Regions from separate parts of the Mus musculus genome. Here region 2 is linked to region 1. Evidence: chromatin contacts called from public Hi-C data. All regions are on one chromosome and are shown on one strand. The core of a region is the stretch at or near the end of the contact, and the rest is flanking DNA. Distances in the headings are between cores, read along the strand shown. Region 1 overlaps Wdr25 (WD repeat domain 25). Region 2 overlaps Gm40576 (a long non-coding RNA gene).

Region 1 (7,236 bases), core at 3,538-6,037:
CCAACCAGTATCTCCAGACCTCCCAGGGACTAAACCACCAATCAAAGAGTACACATGGAGGGCCCATGGCTCCAGCTGCAATGTAGCAGAGGATGGCCTTGCTGGTCATCAGTGGGAGGAGAGGCCTTGTTCCCGGGAAGGCTCCATGCCCCAGTGTGGGATGCCAGAACAGGGAAGCATGAGTGGGTGGGTTGGGGAGCAGGGGGAGGGGGTGGGATAGGAGGATTTTACAGGGGAAACCAGGAAAGGGGATAACATTTGAAAGGTAAATAAAGAAAATATGTATTAAAAACAAAAGGATGCTGTAGCACATGTAATCCCTCCCCTACATGCACATAAACACATACCTAAATGCAATAGAAGTTTTTACAATAAATAAATAATATCAATGATAGAACAGGTGTTTAAACAATCAAAAGGAACCTAGGGAGATGGCTCAATGGTAAAGAGCTTACTGAGTTCGATGTTTTTATTGCTGCAATAAAACACCACAACTAAAAAGCAAGCTGAGGAGAAAAGGGTTCATTTGGCTTACACTTGCACATTGCTGCTCATCATTGAAGGAAGTTGGGACAGGAACTCAAACAGGGCAGGAACCCAGAGGCAGGAGCTGATGCAGAGGCTATGGAGGGGGCTGCTTACTGGCTTACTCAGCATAACATGCTCAGCCTGTTTTCCTATAGAACCCAGTACCACCAGCCCAGGGACGGTGCCACCTACAATGGGCTGGGCCCTTCCCATCAATCACTGATTAAGAAAATGCCCCGCAGGGCTGCCTACAACCCCACCGTAGGGAGGGATTTTCTTAATTGAAGTTCCCTCCTCTCAGATGACCCAGCTTGTATTAAGTTGACATAAAACTATCCAGCACAATGCACAAACATGAGGTCTTAAGTTCAGATCCCCAGCATCCCCAGAAAAGTCAGGTACAGCAGCACATGTCTGTAATCCCAGCACTGTGACAGGAGACAGGCAGACCCCAAGTGTGAGGAGCGGGTGTGGCAGCAGTCCCAAGATGGCGCCCGGGACTGCAGCTAAGTCTTATGACTTGCACCTGACTTCCTCATACACCTGAAAATAAGCCACGACCATCGCGAGAGCTGCACAGGTGCACCATGATGCTGGCGGTGTAAACAAGTCCATATTTGGTGGAGACATGCCCCTGCCACCCTGATTGGCTGAAGCTGCGTGCCTGGTGAGGTGGCGTGGCCTGCCGTGAGTGAATGGGGACTGAGAGTATATAAGCAGACCTCCCTGGGTGCCCAGTGTCCCCGTAGCAGCATTGAGGCGTTTCTGTAATAAAGGCTGTTGAGAAGAATCCGAACGTGTTGTGTCTTCCATGCCGGCCGAGGTGAGCACAACACCCAAGGACTTGCTGGCCAGGCAACCTGGCTGAAATAGATCACGTTCTGGATTCAGTGAGAGTGGAGTGACTGAAGGTGGCTCTCAGTGCTGCCATCCAGCCGCCACGTGCACATGGGCATACATACACAAAGAATCAAATGGTATAAAAATAAATGGTGGTGGCACAAGTTTGTACAGATGGCATTTAAGGGAGCCGAGGTACAGATGGGTACCATGTGGCCTGGCCACATTGGCCTTCCTAGACACAGAAGTCCCCAGCACCAGGCTCTTCATTTTTCCCAACACACAGCATTTTATGGCGAGCCTGTGGCTTTACTCCAGAGTGGTTGCAAAGGGTTAGGAACTTCTCTGTTTGCTTAATAGTCTCCTCCGGAGGTCACATGGAGAGGAAACCAACTGGGAACAGCAAATGCTCCCTGCGACAGCTCTGCAGGAAGGGTTGCCACCTGCAGTCCTGTCACTACTGCACTGTGCTGCAGCAACTCTGGAGATCACACAACTACTGCAAGAGAAAGCACATCCAAGATCCGTCAAACCTCCATGCTCTCCCAAATGAGGAACCCAACACACACAGCAGCTGCCTGACCTGCCTGGTGCCTCAGCTGGTGACTCAATGTGAACCTCTGGTTCCTGGCAGCCAGCGTCATCACTCCATCTGTCCCCTGTGTCCCACCTGTGTCCCCTGTCCGTGGCAATAACCTCATAGAGAAAGGAGTCACTCCTCCCACAGATCATGCCTGTAAAGTCAGGAGGCTGTTTTGTTGTTGTTGTTGTTGTTTTTAAGAGAAGGTAACAACAAAAGAAAGGGGGAAGGTGTCTGAAATAAAGGTAGTCCTTCCTACCCGGCAGATGGAAAGCTTTTGGGCATGAGATGGAATGGCATGTGATTATAGCAAAGTACTAATGGCTGTCACATGTCACTACCTTTTGACAGAGGGCACTTGGGAAGAAGACGTTACAAACTGAAAGCTTTCCCTTCACCTTCTGAGGGGCAGAATAATAATTCACCTGAATTGTCAGGATCTGATCCAGGCAGCATTTGCGCAATAAAGAGAGGTTCAGAAAAACTCCCGTGCCATTATGGGCATTCATAGGAGCAGCAGTAATAACTGGGTTTTAAAAGCCTCTCGCGATTGAGCAAGAGTCCTTTCAGCACTTACTCCTCTGTCATCAGCACCAACTAATCCCAGGGGCACCTCAGAAGTGTGCAGAGGAGAGAGACCCAGGCCCTCCTAACAGACACGCAAGCCCCAGAGCCTGGGGAGGCAAGAAAAGCTGAACTAGAGAGAGCACCCCCAAGGCTGCTAGAGCAGCCCATGACTGCAAGCTGCAGGTAATGATGGAGCAGCCTGCTTCCTGTTTCCTCCAGTACTTTTCCATTCCTCTAGGTGATCATGTTTCCCCCAGTAACAGAAGCAAAGTAAGAAAGGGAAAAAAAAAAGCCCAATATGAAAAATGTAAACAAACAAAAGACCACAATCTGATAGCATAAAGCTATCGGAGGGGATGGACTCCCATGGAGGATTAGCAGATGCTTCCAAGAAGAGAGGCAAGTTGAGGCAGCCATAAAGAGCAGGAAACTACCCAGTGTGTATGGGGTTGGGGTGGGGGGGGATAGGCAGAAGGGGTCATGCATGCCACGGAAGCCTACGACCCTGAGGGGCTGAGGGGAGATGCCAGCCCCCACTTGGAAATCAATGTACAGGCTGCTCTGAGTCCCTGAGCCAACCAGAGGTGATTAATAAGGAAGTGCTTAATTAGACAGTGCACAGGGGACTGCTGTGGACCAAAGGCAGAAGGAGCAGGGCAGAAACAGGGACCTGAGCAACCCCACACTCTCTCGCTGAGTCTCCAGGGAGGCAGGAGGCCTCTCTGCCCCAGGAATGGAGCGGGGGCAGCCACTGACGCGCCCCAGAGGCCCAGAGGAAATATTATTGCGAGACAAAAACTGAATTATGAAATCCGCAAGCAATAATTAGTTTAAATTACTACTTCTACTTGAATAATTAAACACGCTTATTTTCACTCACTGATGTTTTATTCATTACCATACATCTTTCCTGAAAGTTGTTTTTAACGTGGATATTCTTTTATTTGCAAAGATCCCACAGAGATTTACTATGCTAATTTCAAACCTTTCTTCTAAAATAAAAACAATAACAAAACACTCCCAGATTATCCCCCATTAGCAACTGCTGTGTGGGGTCCATTATCAATTTAAGTCACAGCAACTGACTGGAAATACTGTGGGTAGCCATGAAGTTATTCACATAACATAGCGTCCTCCCTTGAAAATTCACTACTGAAAGGGCGGTATTTAAATAAGCTCCAAGTGATTATGAAAATAAAAAGACCCAAGTGCAGAAAGACCATTCAGGCACAGACGGAACTCGCCTGTGCTTTTAGCACACCCTCTATTAATGAACATGTTTGTGCACCGCCACAAATAATATTTGAATTTTGTAAGTCGTGTTTGTACACCCTGGAGCCAGGATACCCATAAGCACAGTAATAGGGGCTTAAGGTTTTTATTAAACAAAGTTACCTTTGGGAATAAGGACTAACTTAAATATAATCCACGGACTAACTCTTCCCTGCTGGGCTATTAGCTGGTGCTGGCTGAATGGCGGGACTCCAAATCCTCACTAATGCCAACAAGCTGGGCCTGAGTCAAACCCAGATGGAGTGCGGCTGCCACCACTGTCAACCAGCTCCATGGCGGCCCAGAAGCCAAGTGCTCTGTGGTCCCTCTGAGGGGACCACAGAGCCTAGTTAATGCGAAAGCAGAATGGGCACCAGCTGGACCCACTGGACCACTGTGACAAACAAGCATCCGTGTAATGTCAGCACAGCCCTGTGTCCACACACCAGCCCTGCTCCTTAACGGATCCCTTGAGGTGGCACTGGGCTCTGCACAGTCCTGACCCAGGTCTTAGAACCAGCAAGCTCTTCTCAAACACCTGCTGGAGGAGACTAAGCACTGGAGTTTTAAAAATCCAACTAGACCTGAAGTCCCTATCCTAAAACAATCATTCATTCATCCCAGCAACTCAGCAAAGATTGCATGTGACTTGTTCCTACAGTCCTCCCTCCCGCTGCCATCTATCTCCATGTAGGTGGGTTTGGGGGACACTTCCACACATGCAACCAGTATTTTGAAGTGGCAGGAAAGCAGATTTTGAAGTTTCCAAATAAAAAAATTGACCATCAGCTGAATAGAACCACAAGCTATGGTGCTGGTATGGCCCTTGGAAGATGAAGGGCCTCCAGAGGCCACAGGCCAGAGCTCAGATGGTTCTAGAAATCAACACTATCTGCAATCTGCGTCATCCTGTTAGCCGCATAGGGAGAGCAGAGCAGAGCCTCTGCTAGGCTTCTGTTACCGTGGCAACAGCTTCACTGGCCTGTTGCTGGGAAAGGAATGCAAGAAGGGAATTGGAGAGGGAGTGGGGAAAGGAGGAAAGGCAAGCGGAGGCGGACACAGTTGATGGAGGACTAGGGGCAAGCAGAAGGGGAAAGTAAAATCAAGACATGAGAGGATGGAGGGAAGAGACAGGGAGGAGCAGGGCTGGAGATGGGAGCGCCCACAAGTGTGCAGCTATCTGTATGCAAGGAGAGCTTGTTTCACTCATTAAAGGCAACACATTTCAACTCTCAGTTGCTGCCTCAAGATACACTCAATTATCCGATAAACCACGGGAAAACTGAAAATGCCAAAGTGCTGGAATTGCCTAAACACAAACTCTCAACAATGTCAGCACGAAAGGCTGGCCGGGTCAGGCCTAGATGGAAAAAGGAGGAGGAGAGGGAGGGGGCGAAGAGGAGGAAGAGGTAGAGGAGGAGGAGGAAGAGGAAGAGGAGGAAGAGGAAGAGGAAGAAGAAAAGGAGGAGGAGGAGGAGGAAGGAGAGGAAGAGGAGGAGGAAGAAGAGGAAGAGGAGGAGGAGGAGGAAGAGGAGGAAGAGCAGGAACATGCAGTGGGAGGCAGCACCCTTGAGCACAAGGCACTTGGCACATGAACTCTGTTGGCCTCCCTGTGGAGCAGGCCCTCTCCTGCTCACGAGCTCACGAAGCAGCAGCCTTGAAAGCTTGGAGTTTACACTCAGCTAGGCATCCTCACATTTGTCCCTGGTGTAGGCCAGGTGGGGCTGGAGCAGCACAGGAAACTCAGAGTAGGTGGTCAGCTCCAGCCTATTCTTCGGATACCCCAAAACACATCACCTGCCGAGTTCTAAGAGCCATCTAAATGGAGCATGGTGCCCTGAACTGGTCCCTGGGACAGGAAAGGGGCGTTAACAGGAAATTAAGTAAAAGGCAGGCAAGTGCACTGCAGAGTTAGCTGAGTGTGGTAGAGTTGCCTGATGTTAACTTCTTAGCTGTGTGAGAGGGAGGTCAGTGTGAGGAACGTGGGGAAGGACCAGGCACTCACTGCGTGCTGCTTTATACATCTAGGGTTATTTTTTAAAGTTTTACAAGAAGAATAAGAAGGGCCGTTAGAAACTAAGAGTCCCGTTTTTCTCACAGTGATTCATCTCTTTCGTATAAACCAGCACCCCTGACAGGCTTAACCGCCATAAAGTTTTATTGGCGTGCAGGCTGCAGCATTACAGCAGAGCCACACTCCCACAGCCAGAGTGAGTTATTAAGCCCTGAGCGAGCTGGCAGCGCCCTTTCCTCTGGAGCTGGAACACAGCAGTGACATGCCTCCACACATCAAGGAGCTGCAGCTCAGACCACAGAAAGCACACACACTTGGAAGACTGTGCTGAAATCTCTTTGCCCTCCCTACTCCTCAGCAGGGCTGCACAGGTCCCTCTGGGCCTCAGGTACCCAGCCAGCCAGCATCCTTGGATTGCCTTAGGTTACTGGGGGCAGCACACTCTGCCACATTGCTAGGTCTTTGCAGTGTGCTTGGGATGGTCTGCCACGGCCTTGCTGTGCATCTATCACACCTCCTCAGTGCCCCAACAGCCCAAAGCATCTTATCCTCCACCCTACAGCACAGTCATGATCCTGCCCCACCATTCCCTGCCCGCTCTGACCCCCTGTGCTGCTTCCTCACAGGGAAGACTAGTCCAGGCATTCGTCTCTGATCTCACTCTGTCCCAGCACCCAACTCTTGCAACAGATGCAGGATGAATGAAATACTGTGTTAGGAATGCAAGCAGTTCTTCCTATCCTGCCACTCCCGGGAACAGGTCAGGAAGACTCTATGTGTTAGAGGAAAGGAAACAACCCTCCAGAAGAAACAGATGTTGCTACAGAAGGACAGGTCCATTCCCACAGACATGAGTGTGGCACAAGAGTCCTCTTTTGACAGGGAAGTTGAAAAGCTTTTCAGAGGCTTTGGTTTCCTTGACAACAGCATTGCTGTAGACATGCCGGGAAATAATTAAAAAGTATGTTCCCATTGCTCCAAGTGCTGTAAGTGTTTTTAACCAACAAGAAACAAGTCATTCTGGGTGGCTTCAGTGTGACAGAGCCAAGGGCACACACAGAGACCCCATGGCACCATCGCCTTTCTCTGCACTTGGGGGCCTAAGGGAAGGACCGGAGCCATTAGCCCGGTACAACAGTGACCACAAGAATTTTAAGTCAGATTAACAGCAAACCTTTCCAAAGGCCAAACCTCTGGCAGTTCCCTGAACTGACTCTCATTAACACCATGTACTAGAAAGAAACTGAGGCACAGAAAAAAGAACAATCCAGGCCATGTGGCCAGGGACCTCCACAGCCCCTCCTCAGGCTGACTCCAAGAGCTCACCACTCCTGGAAGAGACTCACATTCTGTCCTCTGGGCCCTGGCCCCCATGTGGAGCCACTCATGCTGGCTACCTCACATGGCAGGACCTGCATCCCCCCTGTGCCTCCCA
Region 2 (7,236 bases), core at 1,200-3,699, 1.3 Mb before region 1:
TCTCTTGACCTCACATCGCCTCGACGTCTCTGCTTGTGACAGACAGAAAGACAGACAGACAAGCTTATCTCACTTTAGAGAGATGGAGTTTGGAGCTGGTAGAGGTTACATCACATGCCGGAGATCATCCAGCTGGGGTTAGCAGAGCCTGGAGGCCACCTTATGTCACCTGACTCCAGACACACGTGTGTGCCCCTCCCCTATCCCAAGTTCCTAAGGCTAGGGGAACTCTGCGGGTTTCAAGGCAATTTCAGATGTGTCCGGACAGCTCTTTTATATAATGGCACATTTTTTTTCATGTGTATTAGAAAAAAATATTCCAACAAATTTGGATTTTTATTGAGAGTGTTGTCTAGCAGAAGGCAGGTTTAAAACTTGAGACTATTTTGGATTGAATCTAAGGAAAATATTAAGTAGAAAGCGGTGGAAATTGGAGGATGGCGAAGATTAGCCTTGAAATAAGATGTACTGCTGCACAGAGCCACCTCTGCCAGGCACCCTTGCGCTCCTCCAGGATCCCACATGCCCGTGTCCCTGTTCCTCATACCTTAAAGCCCCCTGCTCACCCCCAAAGGCTCTCACATGTCCTGTGTGGTCCTGGGTTGACTTTACTCTCTGTGTTGCATCCTCTGCTATCTGCCATCCGCTCCCTCCACCCCCAACGTAGCCATCTTGGTTGATCTGATGGACTGTACTGACCCAGCTAGCCCATTCTTTCTCAGGACTTCTGGATTTGCAATTCTCATACCCCCCCTTTTCCTCTGGGGATCCTCCTTCTCCCAGGGCACCCCCAAAGGCCCTTTCCTTTCTATCAACCTTAAAAGTCTGCTGTTCCTTAGACTCCTCTTTCGTTCTCACTGGGTCACCTTTCATTCTCCCAGCCAGTCTCACTGCCGCCTTTGGTACCCACTGCTAAGCATCAGTGGTCAATCCCTTCCCTTACACTCTCGGGCCATTTTCTGACGTCCAGACCTGTATTGCCTGCTGGGCACCTCCTTTCAGTCACTCTACAGTGCCCGAGTCTGGGCTGGTGTATCCCGACTCCCAGTAAAGACACAGGCACACTGGCTCTCCCACAGTATCCTCTACCACCCTCAATGGCTTCACTCAGTGCCAGTGTCTTCCCCAAGCTCCCTCTGAAGCCCATGTCCAACATGCTGACATCTCTCCATCTCTCTACCATTGCTCCAGTTCAAGGGCATTTGTTCTTCTACTTGCTTGGACCCAGAGTCCTAGCCAGGATAGAGTCCTGTCTTTATGAAGACCTCCTTCACCTGTCTCTGCTTCTCCCTGGATGGGATTCTGCAAAGCTCCCTGTTTGGGCTCTTTGTTCTGAGCTCTGGGAGGGGCCGTGGCAAGTCTTGCTGCCCGACACTCACTGTAGGTTAAGTGCTAATTTCCCTCAGAGGCCACAATGGTGTGGACAGGGTCCAGGTTCTCCTGGGGCAGCTTCACAGTGCCAGCTCAGCCCCTATGCTTCTCATGGCCCTGCTGATCCGCAAGTGACTTCTCCGTGCCATCTAAGATGAGCCTTTCTTTCATTTCCTGCCCTGAGAAGGTGAGAACAGGGTCAGAGGGCATTGCCCACACCCAGTGATCAAATGTGCCATGTGACCAACCTAGATGCTTAAGGAGGACAGAAGGTACTACTATTTTTGGTTGGGAAACTACATGCCTAACCACCCCTTTGTCCTCCTTTAAAAACTGTGTTTTAATTTTATTGTGTGTATGTGGCCTATGTACCTGTATGGGTGCGTGCATCCATATCTGCACTTTAAGAGGCCAGAGCAAAACGCCAGCTATCAATCAATCACTGCCTTATTACCTTGAGAAAACGTCTTCTACTGAACCCAAAGCTCTCCTTTCTAGCTGGGCTGCCTTGCCTCATAGTCCCTGGGTCCTCCTGCTTCCAACATTCTTCCCAAAGCTGGGGTTATAGGTGCAGGCAACCATGCTCCACTTTTTAGTGTGGGCACTGGAGACTCGAACCCAGGTCCACATGCTTTCAGAGTAAGGGCTCTTCCCTGCAGTCCTCCAGCCACTCCTCATATTGCTGCAGAGGATGCAGAGCCCTGACAGAAGCCAATAGGATTCCTTCCCAGGAAAGGAAGGCTGCCTCTGACCAGGGATACCTCCATCTGCACAGCAGAGACATGTCTCTTGTAGGTGGCTGGGAAGACCAAATGCAGTGGCCAACGGGGAGAGCCCTGCGTGCAATCAGATGCGATTGAATGTGGCCCCCATCTGCCTGCTCCTGCTTCAGTCACCTTGGACTTGGCATGTGGGACCTGTGAGTTCTGGGCAGGGTTTTTGAAGCTGTAATGTAATAGGGCCGAGCCAAGGCAGCCCCGTGGCGTCCTGCTTGCTTGCTGTCTTTTCTGTACCACGGCTTTGGCACACAAAGACTTCGGGAGCTTCGGGAGATGAGGCTGGCAGGGGTAGGCGCATTTGGTGCGTGGCAAACCGAACCTGTCAATTCCAGAAGCCTTTGGCACATTGTTGAAGCGACTACATGACTTTGAGAAGTGTCTGCATGTTTTTTCCCCAAGTGCAGTTATTTTTGCTGCTGTGAAATGTTCTGAAATCTGACAGTTTTGTTTTGAGTCTCAGCCCGATGTGAAGACGGAAGGGAACACTGCCTCCCAGTTCTGCGGCACCCGCTTCCCGGGGTCTCCTGAGGACACCCAGATCCTGGCAGAGGTGACCAAGGAGAGGCCTGGGGACTGAGGTTCTGGGGCGAGGGGAGTACACATGCAGGTCAGACCATGCAACCTCTGTGTACCCCCAAAGAATGGCCAGGGGCTAGCTTGGCCAGTGTTCAAGTACTACAGTGTGCTAACATGTCTCCTACCTGATGTTACCCAGTACCCATCCTGTTTCTCGGACCTTCCTCATCAGATGTCCTCTTGTACCTACTATGTGCCAGATTTCCTCCACTAGAAGTGCCTACTGTGTGTGCAGAGTCACAGGAGGACCCTCAGTCACAGACATGACAAGGTTACAGTGCCATGCTTCTAGGTGAGGAGATTTCGGAGGGAACAAGACCCTGGGAGGACAGAAAGGTGGCTTTAACCCACTTCCTCCCCTTAACAGTGGTCTGAGATGCAGGCAGGGTGCTGTGGTGGGGTGGGGTTAACTTAGTGGTCCTCCTGTGAGCTGATACCTACCTTGTCCCATGTCACTGCTCCCCAGAGTTCATCCAGAGACCCCTGTTGTCTTCCCCAACAAGCCAAGACCCTCAGCTCATGGTTGCTGTCTCTGCAGAGGCTGCGTTGTCACAGCTGCTCTGTGACTGTCAGGTCCCCCATCAGCCCAGGAGCTCCACTCAGGTTTCACACGTTTCCAGCTAGCTCTCTCAGTTCCCTCACTGGCTGGTCAGTCCCCTGACTCAGGCATCCCTGGACAGCAACATCTTGCTGACATTTTCTGACCTGAGTCCCACAGTGTTGGGTTTGCGTGCTCCTGAGAGATCACTGGGTACTAAGTATGGTTCTGAGTGCTTCCCTTGCAAGGTCCCATGGAATTGCCACATCCACCCTCGTGGGGCGGGGGATATGCATCACTGATGGAGAGAGCCATCTCTACTTGGGAGATACATTGATCCAGCTACCTAAAGACAGAAGCTCACTCAGACTTTCTGGAAAGAGCTAATCACCTGCTTGCCCCCCTCGGTGATGGCAAGGGCCAAACTCTAGCAACACATTTCATACGTGTACAGGCGTGCACCTCTGTTTACAGCCCGCATTTCCGCATCACCATGGAGACGGATGATGCCGCTTTTTCTTGAAAAGGTAGACATAAAGAATCACCAGCAATCTCACAACAGCTTCCTCCCAGTTAAATAGCACAACACAGAAAACAACCACCACCACCCCCCCCCCCCGACCATGGCAAGCTTCCTTCTTTCCCTCTCCAGCTGACTGTCAGGACCTGTGTGTGCCAGACGCTTGCTGCCTTAAATGCCAGGGCCAGCAACAGTAATGAGGGTCCCAATGGATCTGTGAGCATCATGAGGAAGGTCCATATCATTTTTCTGTGTAAGCCAAGCTGGGGTGCCTAGCCTGCTGCCAGGTCTGGGTACTACGGGCTCACACCATACCCTGTTGCCATCTTCTCCAAAAGGCCTCGCCTGTCCTCAGACCCCACAATGTAGCCTGATGAAGAAGACAGAACACAGCATGTCCAATCACGCCCCGCCGACGAAATGCATTGTGAGGATGTTGGGTGCATCGTCCTAGAGGGTGGCTCTGTAACCTACTGGAGACCAAAAGGGTCCTCTCAGCAAAGAAGGGCAAGTGAATGTTGGGGACACATGATGCACAGTGCCATAGCTTGTCTTACTGGACAACCAATGTCAATGCAGACTCTATCACACTCAGAACCTACTTGGGACCTTTCCTTGGGACAGTGGATAGCTAAGTTTAGGATCTGTAGATGCTTCAAAGCCCCCTCATCACAGCTGGGATAAGCTCAGAAGTGAGCTATCTGACTGCTGGGGACTTGGCAAGAGTGTGATGTTCTCATGGAGGGGACAGGAAGGCAAGTTCAGCAGGACACCCGCCTCAGACACTGGAAGAGCTACCAGCCCTCCACCCTTCTCTATGGCACCCCGTGCCTACACAGGCCTCCTTGAAGTCCACCTTCCTATTCACCCTTCTGTGCTCACTCCCTAAATGGACCTTGCAGAGAAGTATAGTTTTGGCAGAATGCAGCCTGAGGTGTCTCTGGATCCCTTGGTGGGGAGACTGTTATCCAGTGGCACACACGGGGCACCCAGGCCATGACACATGGTAGGGAAGGTTGGTTAGTGGTTTCGCCTGGTTCATTAGACATTAGACAAGGCCTCACTGATGGGTCTCCTCTAGGCCTAGCTCTTTATACTTCATGAATCTTCTCTTTACTTCCCAGGGCTCAGTTCTCCACCAGACCCTTCTCATGGACTCATTGGCCACTCCCTGGATGCTGGCAGAGGAGCTGAGAGACGGCACTCTCTGTGGGCCCTGGCCTCATCTGATGGAGGATGCTAAAGGAGCCAAGGCAGCCTTTCTCTTCTGCTGAGACCGTCTTCAGAGCCGCCTGCTCATATCATAAAAGGAGCCAGTGGCTCTGCCATCCATCTACTCTGAGTGTGTGTGGTCAGTGCCGCTAAGGAGCTAAGCCCCACAGGCCTTCTAAACCTGTAGGTGTTGCTTGATCAAGGATCCATTGTGTACTGTGGACCAATAGCTTTTCCTCTCCCTGTGTCCCCAGGCTCCTTCATGACTACACAGGCCATGGAGGTTGAGGGGACCCAGGGGAGTCTGTCACAGGGCTTTGCATTTAGCACAAAGCTGCCCCTCAGCAGTGGCTGGAGCAGGACAGGAGCATGCATCTTCCTCCTGGCATGCTCCAAACACATGTAGGTCAAGGGGATTATCCTAGCTTGCTTTCTGAGGCTGGGATAAAATACTGACTAAAAGCAACTTGGGGAGGAAAGGGTTTACTTCAGCTACCAGCTTCCAGCTCAGCGTGAAGGGAATCAGGGCAGGACCAGAAGCAGAAACCTGGAGGCAGGAACTGAAGTGGAGTCTTAGTGGGATGCTGCTAACTGGCATGCTCGCTACGGCTTGTTCAGCTTGCTTTCTTATACACCCCAGGCGTGTCTGCCCACATCAATCATTAACTAACAGGCTCGCCTATCACAAGTCTGATGGAGACCCTTTCTCCATGGAGGTTTCATCTTCCTAGATTACTTTAGCTTATGCCAAGCTAACAAAGGTCTAACCAGCACAGGTTAGCAGTAAGACCCCACAGCTGGCCTGTTGTTCTGTTGCCCTCCACAAGGAGCTCAGAACTCATGGACTAAGATGGGAGGTGGGGGGCAGGGGGCATGTTCCTCTTATCCCAACTGCATTCTGGCTAGAACCAGTCAGAAAGGAGGACATGAAGGATGCAGTCCTGTCCCCTCTTTTAGACCAAGGCCCAGAATGTGTAGATGTGAGTCTACTTCTAACCTATGAAGTCTGCCCACTTGAGTGCCTGTGTGCACGATTGTGTATGTGTTGTGCATGTGTGTGTGAGAGCGTGCTTGTGTGTGTGTGCGCTCTCTAAGTACGTGCTGCTGCATTGACACTCAGTGGCTGGCTTTGACTCAAGGCCTCTTGGCTCAGCTCAGGTCTGTGTACTCCTTTGCCAGTGCTTTTGGCTCAGGCGTCTTTGTGGGAAAGAACTAGGCCCATGGAGAGCAGGGAGGACTTTGTTCCGTGGTAGTCATTGCCACTCCAGAACCAGGGATGAACTGCCAACCCAGGCTTGTACCTTTATAATCAATTGCTTTGAAGCCCAGGATACCCACTATCAACGTGGTGGCTGGAGGTGATCCAGGCAGCTGGTGTGTGAGCATAGATCAGGGCCCACAGGAGCCTCGCCGGGATTCAGCCTTCATCTTCATGGGGCTCTAACACTCCCTGCTGTGGGAGCCTCAGGATTCCTTTGCCTGTGGGGACAGTGGAAGTGAATGGATGGCATGAGTTGGAGTAAGCCAAAACCTGTATCCTGTGTTTGACCAGATAAAGGTCCCAGAGGGATTTCACAGGTATGTCACAGCTAATGAGCGGGATCCCAGATTGTCTGATGGGTCCAGTGTTACCACAAAGGCAAGAAGGAGATGGAAAAGTCATAGCCACAGAGAAGGTGATAAATGCCTTCTAGGTGCTATGGAAGGTGAGGAAACAGAGGGCTTGCAGAGCTGCCAGCCTGCTGCTGTTCTGATTTGACACAGTAAGGGCTGTCTTGGACACTCACCTTCAGAACAGTGAGATCACACAGGCCAGCAAGCCCACAGGGCTCTGCCGAGGCAGCTGCAGAAACAGCAGTCAGATGGCATGGTGCAAGGGTCTGGTGGCTGACGGGAAGGAAGCTCATGAGGTAGAGCCTGCAAGCAATGAGGACACCTTGCTGGGAAACAATGACTTCTTAGACCAGAGTGGAGGGAGGGTTTGCCTGGTGAGACTTACTGAGAGGGTTGAGTCCTGTTGGGGCTCTGACCTCCAGTTGAGGGTCTGTGTCCAATTTGGAAGGACAAGGGAACCCCTGAGAGCTTCTAAATAAAGTCTGATGGGAGTGCAGTGTGTGAGGCCCATAGACTGCCTCTGGGCCAGGAAATGGTGGGTGTCTCAAGGCAATGGGAATATCTGGCCTCACGGAGGATGCTGAGTGCTTGAGGGTGTATATACTGCCCCAAATCCTCCTGGAACC

What was found. A called contact is a pair of places that touch in the nucleus more often than the background predicts.
Region 2: a Hi-C map of cerebral cortex shows a contact between it and region 1, with 2.1 times the contacts expected there. The contact joins two enhancer-like sites. A contact is called at or near these places in 1 of 15 datasets of contacts at CTCF or cohesin (the NIH/3T3 cell line), 1 of 484 Hi-C or Micro-C datasets (cerebral cortex) and 1 of 9 other capture datasets (embryonic stem cells).

Annotation. Positions count from the first base shown.
Region 1 is chr12:108,913,657-108,920,892 of GRCm38.p6, reverse strand. The region is part of intron 2 of Wdr25 (WD repeat domain 25); the gene reads right to left. Among named protein-coding and RNA genes, the nearest start is that of Wdr25, 23 kb to the right of the region's middle. Within about 2 kb of position 4,787, at least 97 of the 459 cell types and tissues checked have an H3K27ac peak or open chromatin away from gene starts, as enhancers often do. A contact at or near this core is called in cerebral cortex, where this site is marked.
Region 2 is chr12:110,223,399-110,230,634 of GRCm38.p6, reverse strand. It overlaps Gm40576 (a long non-coding RNA gene), which reads left to right. Exons shown (of 3, transcript XR_001780704.2): 2 at 1-3,018; 3 at 4,909-7,236. Among named protein-coding and RNA genes, the nearest start is that of Gm40576, 10 kb to the left of the region's middle. Within about 2 kb of position 2,449, at least 11 of the 459 cell types and tissues checked have an H3K27ac peak or open chromatin away from gene starts, as enhancers often do. A contact at or near this core is called in cerebral cortex, where this site is marked.